Linked DNA regions of Mus musculus: region 2 is linked to region 1. Evidence: chromatin contacts called from public Hi-C data. All regions are on one chromosome and are shown on one strand. The core of a region is the stretch at or near the end of the contact, and the rest is flanking DNA. Distances in the headings are between cores, read along the strand shown.

Region 1 (4,132 bases), core at 659-3,158:
TTGAACTCAGAAATCCGCCTGCCTCTGCCTCCCGAGTGCTGGGATTAAAGGCGTGCGCCACCACGCCCGGCATGTCATTATTAATATTAACACATAGGAAAAAGATCATTAGGAGATGGCCCTTCTTCCCTCGATTCACACATCCCACCACTACCATATCATACCATATCAATGATCTGAGACAACGTCACCTCCAGGGTCACATTTAGAGTCTGGTCTGTGTCTGCCACTGGTCTCAAGGCACTTGTATAGTTGGCAAACAGGTCACGAAACAGCTTGTGAGCCAGTCTACCCTCAGCTCCCAGGCACTCTAGAGGGTGAATGAGAATTTGACTGTCATCCAGCGGTCTCTGTTCACATCTATCACCCCCCAGCTAGAGCCTTGTCACCTGTTCCGTGGTCTCACACATTTTTGATGCTCTGTGCCATTTACTCATATGTCTTCAGAAGCCAGAGGAGAGGACTGGGTTTCTGGCTTTATCACTTTCTACCCTGTTCTCTTGAGACAGGGTCTCGCACTGAACTTGCAACTTGCCGTTTTTTTCAGCTAGTCTGGTTGGCCAGCAATCCCAGCAATCCTCCTGGCTCAGGTTCCTACAGCACTGTGGTTATAGGTGTTTGAGGCCACACCTGACCTTTTTTTTAAATTAGGGATTTTCTTCATTTACATTTCAAATGCTATCCCAAAAGTCCCCCATACCCTCCCCCCCCCACCCCTCCCACTTCTTGGCCCTGGCGTTCCCCTGTACTGAGGCATATAAAGTTTGCAAGACCAAGGGGCCTCTCTTCCCAATGATGGCCGACTAGGCCATCTTCTGCTACATATGCAGCTAGAGATACGAGCTCCGGGGGTACTGGTTAGTTCATATTGTTGGTATTAGCCCAGAAGCTTAGAATACCCAAGATACAAGATACAATTTGCAAAACACATGAAATTCAAGAAGAACGAAGACCAAAAAAGAGTGGACACTTTGCCCCTTCTTAGAATTGGGAACAAAACACCCATGGAAGGAGTTATGGAGACAAAGTTTGGAGCTGAGACGAAAGGATGGACCATCTAGAGACTGCCATTCCCGGGGATCCATCCCATAATCAGCCTCCAAAAGCTGATGCCATTGCATACGCCAGCAAGATTTTGCTGAACGGCCCCTGATATAGCTGTCTCTTGTGAGGCTATGCCGGTGCTTGGCAAACAGAAGTGGATGCTCACAGTCAGCTATTGGATGGAACACAGGGTCCCCAATGGAGGAGCAAGAGAAAGTACCCAAGGAGCTAAAGGGGTTTGCACACCTGACTTTTTACAGTTACTTCTCCCCCACTCCCATCTTCAGCACCCTCTCCTCCACATTCCCCAGATAGCTTGCTCTCAGCAGGCACTGAAGAGAAGGGTAGGGACTGGAGGCTTGTGGTGGACAGGAATAATGGCGGTGTCAGATAGACCTGGTTCATTACCTGCAGGGAGAAAGAGCAGGAGCAGAAACCCAGGACCCAGGTGGTGGCTCCTGGTCCCCATGTCGCTACCACAGCCAGAGGGTGGGCAGGTCTTGAGGAGATGTAAAGCAACAGGCCCTGCTGGCACGGATGAGGTGGACAGTACCTGGAAACCAGAGATTGCGGCTTTCCTTCTGGTCTCCTGTTTGCACCTGCCTGCAGTACTATACCTGGTCCTTGTACCTGCAGTTTCTCCTTTGCTCTTCACAGCCTCTCTGGCTCCATCTTCCGTCCCTTTCCATATGACTAGTGCCGTCTTTTACCTCTCTGTCTCAATTTGCTTTCTTCCTCTGTAATGGTCTTGGTTTCTGTTTTCTTTCCTCTCTCCCCCTTTCTTCTCCTCTTACAGCACCTCAAACCCCCCTTCAATCCATTCCCTGTACCTGGGCTCTGAGCAAGCCTGCTGCTCTCAGCAGAATAGGGCCAGGAACTCGTATCAGGGTTTGAGGCACTGGAGAGCACCCCTCTTCCACTGACTTCTTTTAGCTTAATTGCAGGGTTGGCATACTGGTGCCCATGGGAACAGAACAACTGAAACTGACACCTGAGGGTGCTGGGTCCTAAATTATTCAAATTGTGTAACTCAGAGTCCTGGGGGTTGGGAAGGTTTAGAGATGCCAGGATCTGAAAGTGCAAAACATTATGCTCTAAAGGTATATGGGGCTGAGGCCTGTGAATGAGAACTGTACCTGCCCCCCCCCCCCCCCAGCTCAGCTACATTCCTTGAATTCTAGAGGCTCCTTTTCCTCTCAGTAAGGGACTGGACACCTTAGACTCAGGGGTTTTGTCCAGCTAAGCTCTGCCGTCTTCATGGGAGTGAGCTGAGTCAGACCACTTCACATGGCTCTGTGAAGCATTTCCTCAGTTCTTGTCGTGTTTCCAGGCTGATACTCTACCCAGTGCCTAAATACTGCGGACGGGTGTGAGGGGCTGATCAGGGTTAGGGGGAAGGGTAGGGATTAGCAGATAAAGGGTCACAGTGAGGATTATTCGGTCAGAAGACTTACACTTTAGAATGACCACGGACTTCTGCCTCCACCTCCCAAATATTTGGATTATAATTATGTGCTCGGCTTCCAGTTTATGTGCTGCCTTTTTTTTTTTTTTTTTTGGTTTTTCGAGACAGGGTTTCTCTGTGTAGCCCTGGCTGTCCTGAACTCACTTTGTAGACCAGGCTGGCCTCGAACTCAGAATTTGCCTGCCTCTGCCTCCCAAGTACTGGGGATTAAAGGTGTGCGCCACCACCGCCCGGCATGTGCTGCCCTTTTAGTCCCAATTAGTCAAGGATCACCTTGCACCCCTGCCTCTCCTGCCTCCACTTCCCACGTGCTGAGATGCAGGCAGGCAGGCATCACCATGCTCAGCTTATGTAGTATTGGCTTCTGAACCTAGCTTCCTGCCTGCTAGGCAAGCAACAGTGAACTACAGCCCAGCCTTCCTTTTTTTTCCCTAACTTGTCCTAAGAGCAAGTATTCCAGTTGGGCATGGTGGCACACGCCTTTAATCCCAGCACTCGGGAGGCAGAGGCAGGTGGATTTCTGAGTTCGAGGCCAGCCTGGTCTACAGAGTGAGTTCCAGGATAGCCAGGGCTACACAGAGAAACCCTGTCTCAAAAACCAGCAAGTATTCCCCATACCAATAATCCTTAATGCCGCTAAAACCACGAGCTGGAGCACATTCTTTTTGAAACACCTTTGGCATAAGAAAGTCAAGAATTCTCTGGCAGAAGCCTGGCCATTCTGAGTCAGCGTGGAGGGAGGTTTGCAAACTAATCAACTCCTGACATCAGGGATTGAAGACTCAGACAAAGCAGACCCTCTCTGTTCTTTTATCCTCCAATTCTATGATGTTGCGGAAGTCTTTGGTTTAAACCTGGAATTTGCTCGATCCTCGGTTCAACAATTAGACACAAGTAGACTTGAATTCTCATTGGATACTCCAAGAGGCCTGTGTGAAGCAGCCAGTTGAGGAATCATCGCTACCTTAGAAAGCAGTGACTCCTGGTTTAAGAACCTCCAGTACAGAGCAGGCTTTGAATAGAAAAGTATATTCAGGGCCGGGCAGTGGTGGCGCACGCCTTTAATCCCAGCACTTGGTAGGCAGAGGCAAGCGGATTTCTGAGCTCGAGGCCTAGTGCCTGTGGAAGCCAGAGAGCGGCGGACCCTCAAGAACTAGAATCTGGAACAGTTCTGAGCCACTTTATGGGTGCTGAGAATCAAGCCTGGGTCCTCTTGAGAAGCAGCCAGTGTTCTTCACCACTAGGCCATCTTCCAGCCCCAATTTCTCAGAACTCTTACTAGGGGATGGAGACAAGAGCATCACCCTGGAACTGACCTGCCATCTAGCCTGGAGAAGGCAGCATGGCAGCAGGAATTAGAGACCCTGCCTCAAAGAGGAGGAAGGCAGTAACAGTTTCCAAGTTGTCCTGACCTTGGGCACACATGATGCTCACAAATAAATACTGGATAGTTAAATGCTGAGCATACTTCTCCATCTGCAGTAATGGGAACTGAACCCAAGTTCTTTGCATACTAGGCAAGATCTCTACAGTTGAGCTACATCTAAGCCCAAAGGCTAAGTTTGGACAGATTTAGGGACAAGGAAGTTACTGATTGATAAATACTACACACAAATTTATGCA
Region 2 (4,132 bases), core at 435-2,934, 71 kb before region 1:
AAAACAAAAAACAAAACAGTACACCACTTGGACATACTGAAACAAGAGAGTATACAAACACTTGAAAATGCCATGTAAGTATCAAGAAAGCATCTAGAAAAATCTATTTAAAAACTTTATGTGAATCTCACTCACAAGAGGAAGTAAAATAGACGTCGGAGATGAATGGAGGGAGGAAGCTGGGTAGGAGAGGAGGTGAAGAGGGGAATAGGAATGGAGATCAGGTGGGGGTGGGTGAGAGAGAGTTGGGAGAGAGAACAGAAAGTGGTGGGGGACATCTCTGAGACAGGAGAAGCTCACAGGAGTCTGTGAGTGTGACCCTAGCTGATGGGAGACCAAAGTGGCCACCTCCTGGAGCCAGGTGGGATTTCCAGTAGAGGGAGGGAGACATCAACTCACCCACAAAAACTTCAACCCAAAATTTGTCCTGCCTACAAAGATATAGCAGATTGAGGGAATGGCTAACCAATGACTAGCCCAACTTGAGACCCATTCTATAGGAGAGAGCCAACCCCTGACACTATTTATGATACTCTGCTATGCTTGCAGACAGGAGCCTAAGAAGAGTCCTTGGAGAGGCTTCATCCAGCAGCTGATGGAAACAGAAGCAGAGCAAAACATCAGGCAGAGTTTGGAAGTCTTGTGGGGCATAGTATTGAGAAAGCCAGAGGGGCCAAGGACACCACAAAAAGACCTTCAGAGTCAATTAACCTGGGCCCATGGGGGCTGACAGAGACTGAACCACCAACTAAAGAACATGCAGGAACTGGACTTAGGCCCCATACACATTTGTAGCAGATGTATAGCTTAGTCTTCGTGTGAGTCCCCTAACAATTGGAGCAGGTGTAGGGGGCTGTCTCTGACTTTGTTCCCTGCCTTTGGATCCCCTTCCACTAGCGGGACTGCCTTGTCAGGCCTAAGTGGGAGAAGATGTGCTTAGTCCTTCTGAGGCCTTACATCCCAGGATGAGATGGTACCCAGGGGGTGGGGGAGCTTTCCCTTGGAGGTGCTTCACCTTCTCTGAGAAAAAAGGGAGAAGGTAAAGGGGGGGGCAGGACTGGAAGGAGAATTGGAAGGGGGCTGCGATTATGATAAAAAGCAAATAAATAAATAATAAATGGGAAAAAAACTTTATATGAGGAAATAAAAAAGGTACATACTCAAGAAAGTAAGACAACCCATTGAAGGGCAAACTATGAATACACAGAGTACTGGACCAGGCATAGCTGTATCTCTGAAAGTGAGCCATGCATATTATTATGTATGTCTTACTTCCATCATCTGAAAATAGAATAAGACCTTTGACTCCATCATATGGCTTGTAAGGAAAGTACACTGACAATGAATTTGGTTTCTTCCAGAAGAGTGGGCATACTGTATAAACTACCAGAGGAGGCTAGCGCATTCAAAGCTGGAGAAACAAGGAATGCTTCCAGAGCCTCAGGGAAAAGATCAGAAGAGCAAGCCCTAAGGCTGAGACTACATTTGGGGCTTAAGCCATCAGCAGCAGTTCACAAAGCAGTTTAACTGTTAAGAGTAACATATGGTCTGGCTTTAATATTTGTGTCCAGAACCAAAAGGTGACTTTAATTACATTCAAACCACTCTTCTGGATCAAGTGGGAAAACAAGGAAAGCTGTAAACTATAGCTATAATTAACCTGTACCATCTGGGAAGGCATCTTTATTTGGTGCCTCATTAAGGGAGTTTATCCACCTGGAGCCAAGCACTAACCCAATATGAAGGTACCTTGTCTGAAACTCAGGTAGATAATTAGGCAGCCTCTCAGGGTCAGGGTAATAACTGACGGTCCTATAAACAACACCTAAAACATCCTAGGATCTCACAAGGCTCCATACAAGTCATTGCTAACCTAAGTTAAGATTTAAAAGAAGTTAAACCAAAAATGCTAGATGGGGCAAGGGAAAAATTTGCAAAGACAGAAAATGATCAAACCTGAGGAGTTTGTTTCCTCAGGTGTGTAAGATTTAAGCACCCACCCCTGTGTACCCACAACCAGATGACCTGTCCTCCACAAACAGCACTCACTCTTTGATCTCTGTCTTTACATAGCTTTGTCCCTTAAGCCCCTCTCTTCCACCAAATCAAATTCTTTCCACAAAGTACTGAACAAATTCTCCTGGGTTATTGGAAAGCTCTTTAGAACATCTTCCATACTTTTACTATGTGTATCTAACTACTAGAATACCAGGACCCTGAAAGCTAATTATGAAACACAAACTTCAGAATCCACATAAATCCCCCTTTATCAGAATCTGTAATCTAATAAGATACTGAAATAATTTATATGTACACGTTTGAGAAGTATTGCTACCATATGTAGTACTCATATTCACAATTTGCATTTATAGGCATAGACATATCTGTAAGATTCTTTTCTTAAAAAAAAACAAAATAATTTTACTACTAAGATCTAATTCACACAGTGAGAAAATAGTCCATTTTTAAAGTACAGTAGTCATGGTTTTCAGTGTATTCACAGTATTGTACCTCTTCTACCTCTATAAAGATTTGTTTAATATAGGCAGTTCATATACTACTGCCATAACATGGTCTTTCATGGCTGGCTTCTTTCATGTAGCATAACTGTTTTCAAGGTTCATTAATTTTGTAGCACATATGATAGTTCCCCCCTTTTGAATGTCAACAACATTCCAATGTATAGATATATCATATTTCTCCATTCACTAGCTGGAAACACTAGAGTCATTGACTTCTGAGCTATTATAAAGAATGTTGCTAGGCCGGGCGTGGTGGTGCACACCTTTAGTCCCAGCACTTCGGGAGGCAGAGGCAGGTGGATTTCTGAGTTCGAGGCTAGCCTGGTCTACAAAGTAAGTTCCAGGACAGCCAGAGCTATATAGAGAAACCCTGTCTCGAAAAAAACAAAGAAAAACAAACAAACAAACAAACAAAAAATAAAAACAAGAATGTTGCTATATGAACATTTGTCCCTAACGTCATGTAAAAGTATGTTTTCATTTCTCTTGAAAACATAGCTAGAACCATAACTGCTGGGCCACATGACAACTCTACTTTTATCTTTTGAGAACTGCCAAACTGTTTCTCATAGCAGCTGCATATTACAGTCTTGTGCACAGTATGTGGAGGCTCCAATTTCTCCACATCCTTCCCAACATTTGTAATTTTTTTTTTCAAAATGCCTACATTTCTACTTAGAATGGACCACATGCCACAGGGCAGGAGTGGAAGTAAGAGGACAACCTGCAGAGGTTGGTTCACTCCCTCCGCTATGTAGGTCCCAGGGATGTTGTCCTCTGACTTCAATGCCACCACCTAAACACACACACACACACACACACACACACACACACACATAATACATTTATTTATTTTGGAGAGTGCAAATGTCATGGCGTTGAGTATGGAGGTCAGAGAACAACTTATGAAAGTTGGTTCTCTCCATCACACAGGTCTTCAGGCTTGGCAGCAAGTGCCCTTACCCACTGTGCCATATCATTGACACTTGAGTTAATTTTTATGTATGCTGTGCAGCAGGGGTCCAACTTCATTCCTCCATAAAATTGAATTTAAAAATATGGCTGGGAAAGGCTTAGTAAAGTACTTGCTATGCAAGTTTGAAGATCTGGATATGGTAGCCTGCATCTGTAACCCCAACACAAAGGAAGGTTGGTGTCTTAGTTAGGGTTTTTATTGCCATGATAGAACACCATGATCAAGGCTGGCAAGATGGCTCGGCAGGTAAGAGCCCTGACTGCTCTTCCAGAGGTACCGAGTTCAAATCCCAGCAAGCACATGGTGGCTCATAACCACCTGTAATGAGATCTGATGCCCTCTTCTGGTGCTGTCTGAAGACAGCTACAGTGTACTTAACATATTGTAATAAAAAATAAATCTTAAAAAACAAAACAAAAAAAAAAAAAACCCATGATCAAAACAAAAGTGGAATGGTATATTATCCTAAAGCTTGTAGTCAGTCCATCATGAGGGAAAGAGGTAGCAGCACCCACACTGACTAATTATTAATCAAGAAAATGTATCACAGGCTTACTTACCCACAGGCCAATCTGGTGGAGGCATTTTCTTGATTTATTCAAAATGACTCTAGCTGTATCAAGCTGGCATAAAA

What was found. Hi-C and Micro-C count contacts between places; a contact is called where the count stands out from the background.
Region 2: a contact with region 1 is called in a Hi-C map of olfactory sensory neurons, with 1.8 times the contacts expected there. The contact joins the enhancer-like site here to the promoter of Chrna10 in region 1. A contact is called at or near these places in 13 of 39 promoter capture datasets (the 3T3-L1 cell line, cranial neural crest, embryonic stem cells and 6 more), 1 of 15 datasets of contacts at CTCF or cohesin (CD8 T cells), 2 of 484 Hi-C or Micro-C datasets (centroblasts and olfactory sensory neurons), 1 of 115 datasets of contacts at active chromatin or transcription factors (embryonic stem cells) and 2 of 9 other capture datasets (adipose tissue and pancreatic islet).

What each region holds. Positions count from the first base shown.
Region 1 is chr7:102,114,805-102,118,936 of GRCm38.p6, forward strand. It overlaps Chrna10 (cholinergic receptor, nicotinic, alpha polypeptide 10), which reads right to left and starts at 1,909. Exons shown (of 5, transcript NM_001081424.1): 1 at 1,453-1,909; 2 at 165-310. The coding sequence starts at 1,513. It also overlaps a transcript of Art1 not described here.
Region 2 is chr7:102,043,852-102,047,983 of GRCm38.p6, forward strand. All of the region lies in intron 1 of Rnf121 (ring finger protein 121), which reads right to left. Among named protein-coding and RNA genes, the nearest start is that of Rnf121, 19 kb to the right of the region's middle. Within about 2 kb of position 1,685, at least 2 of the 459 cell types and tissues checked have an H3K27ac peak or open chromatin away from gene starts, as enhancers often do. A contact at or near this core is called in olfactory sensory neurons, where this site is marked.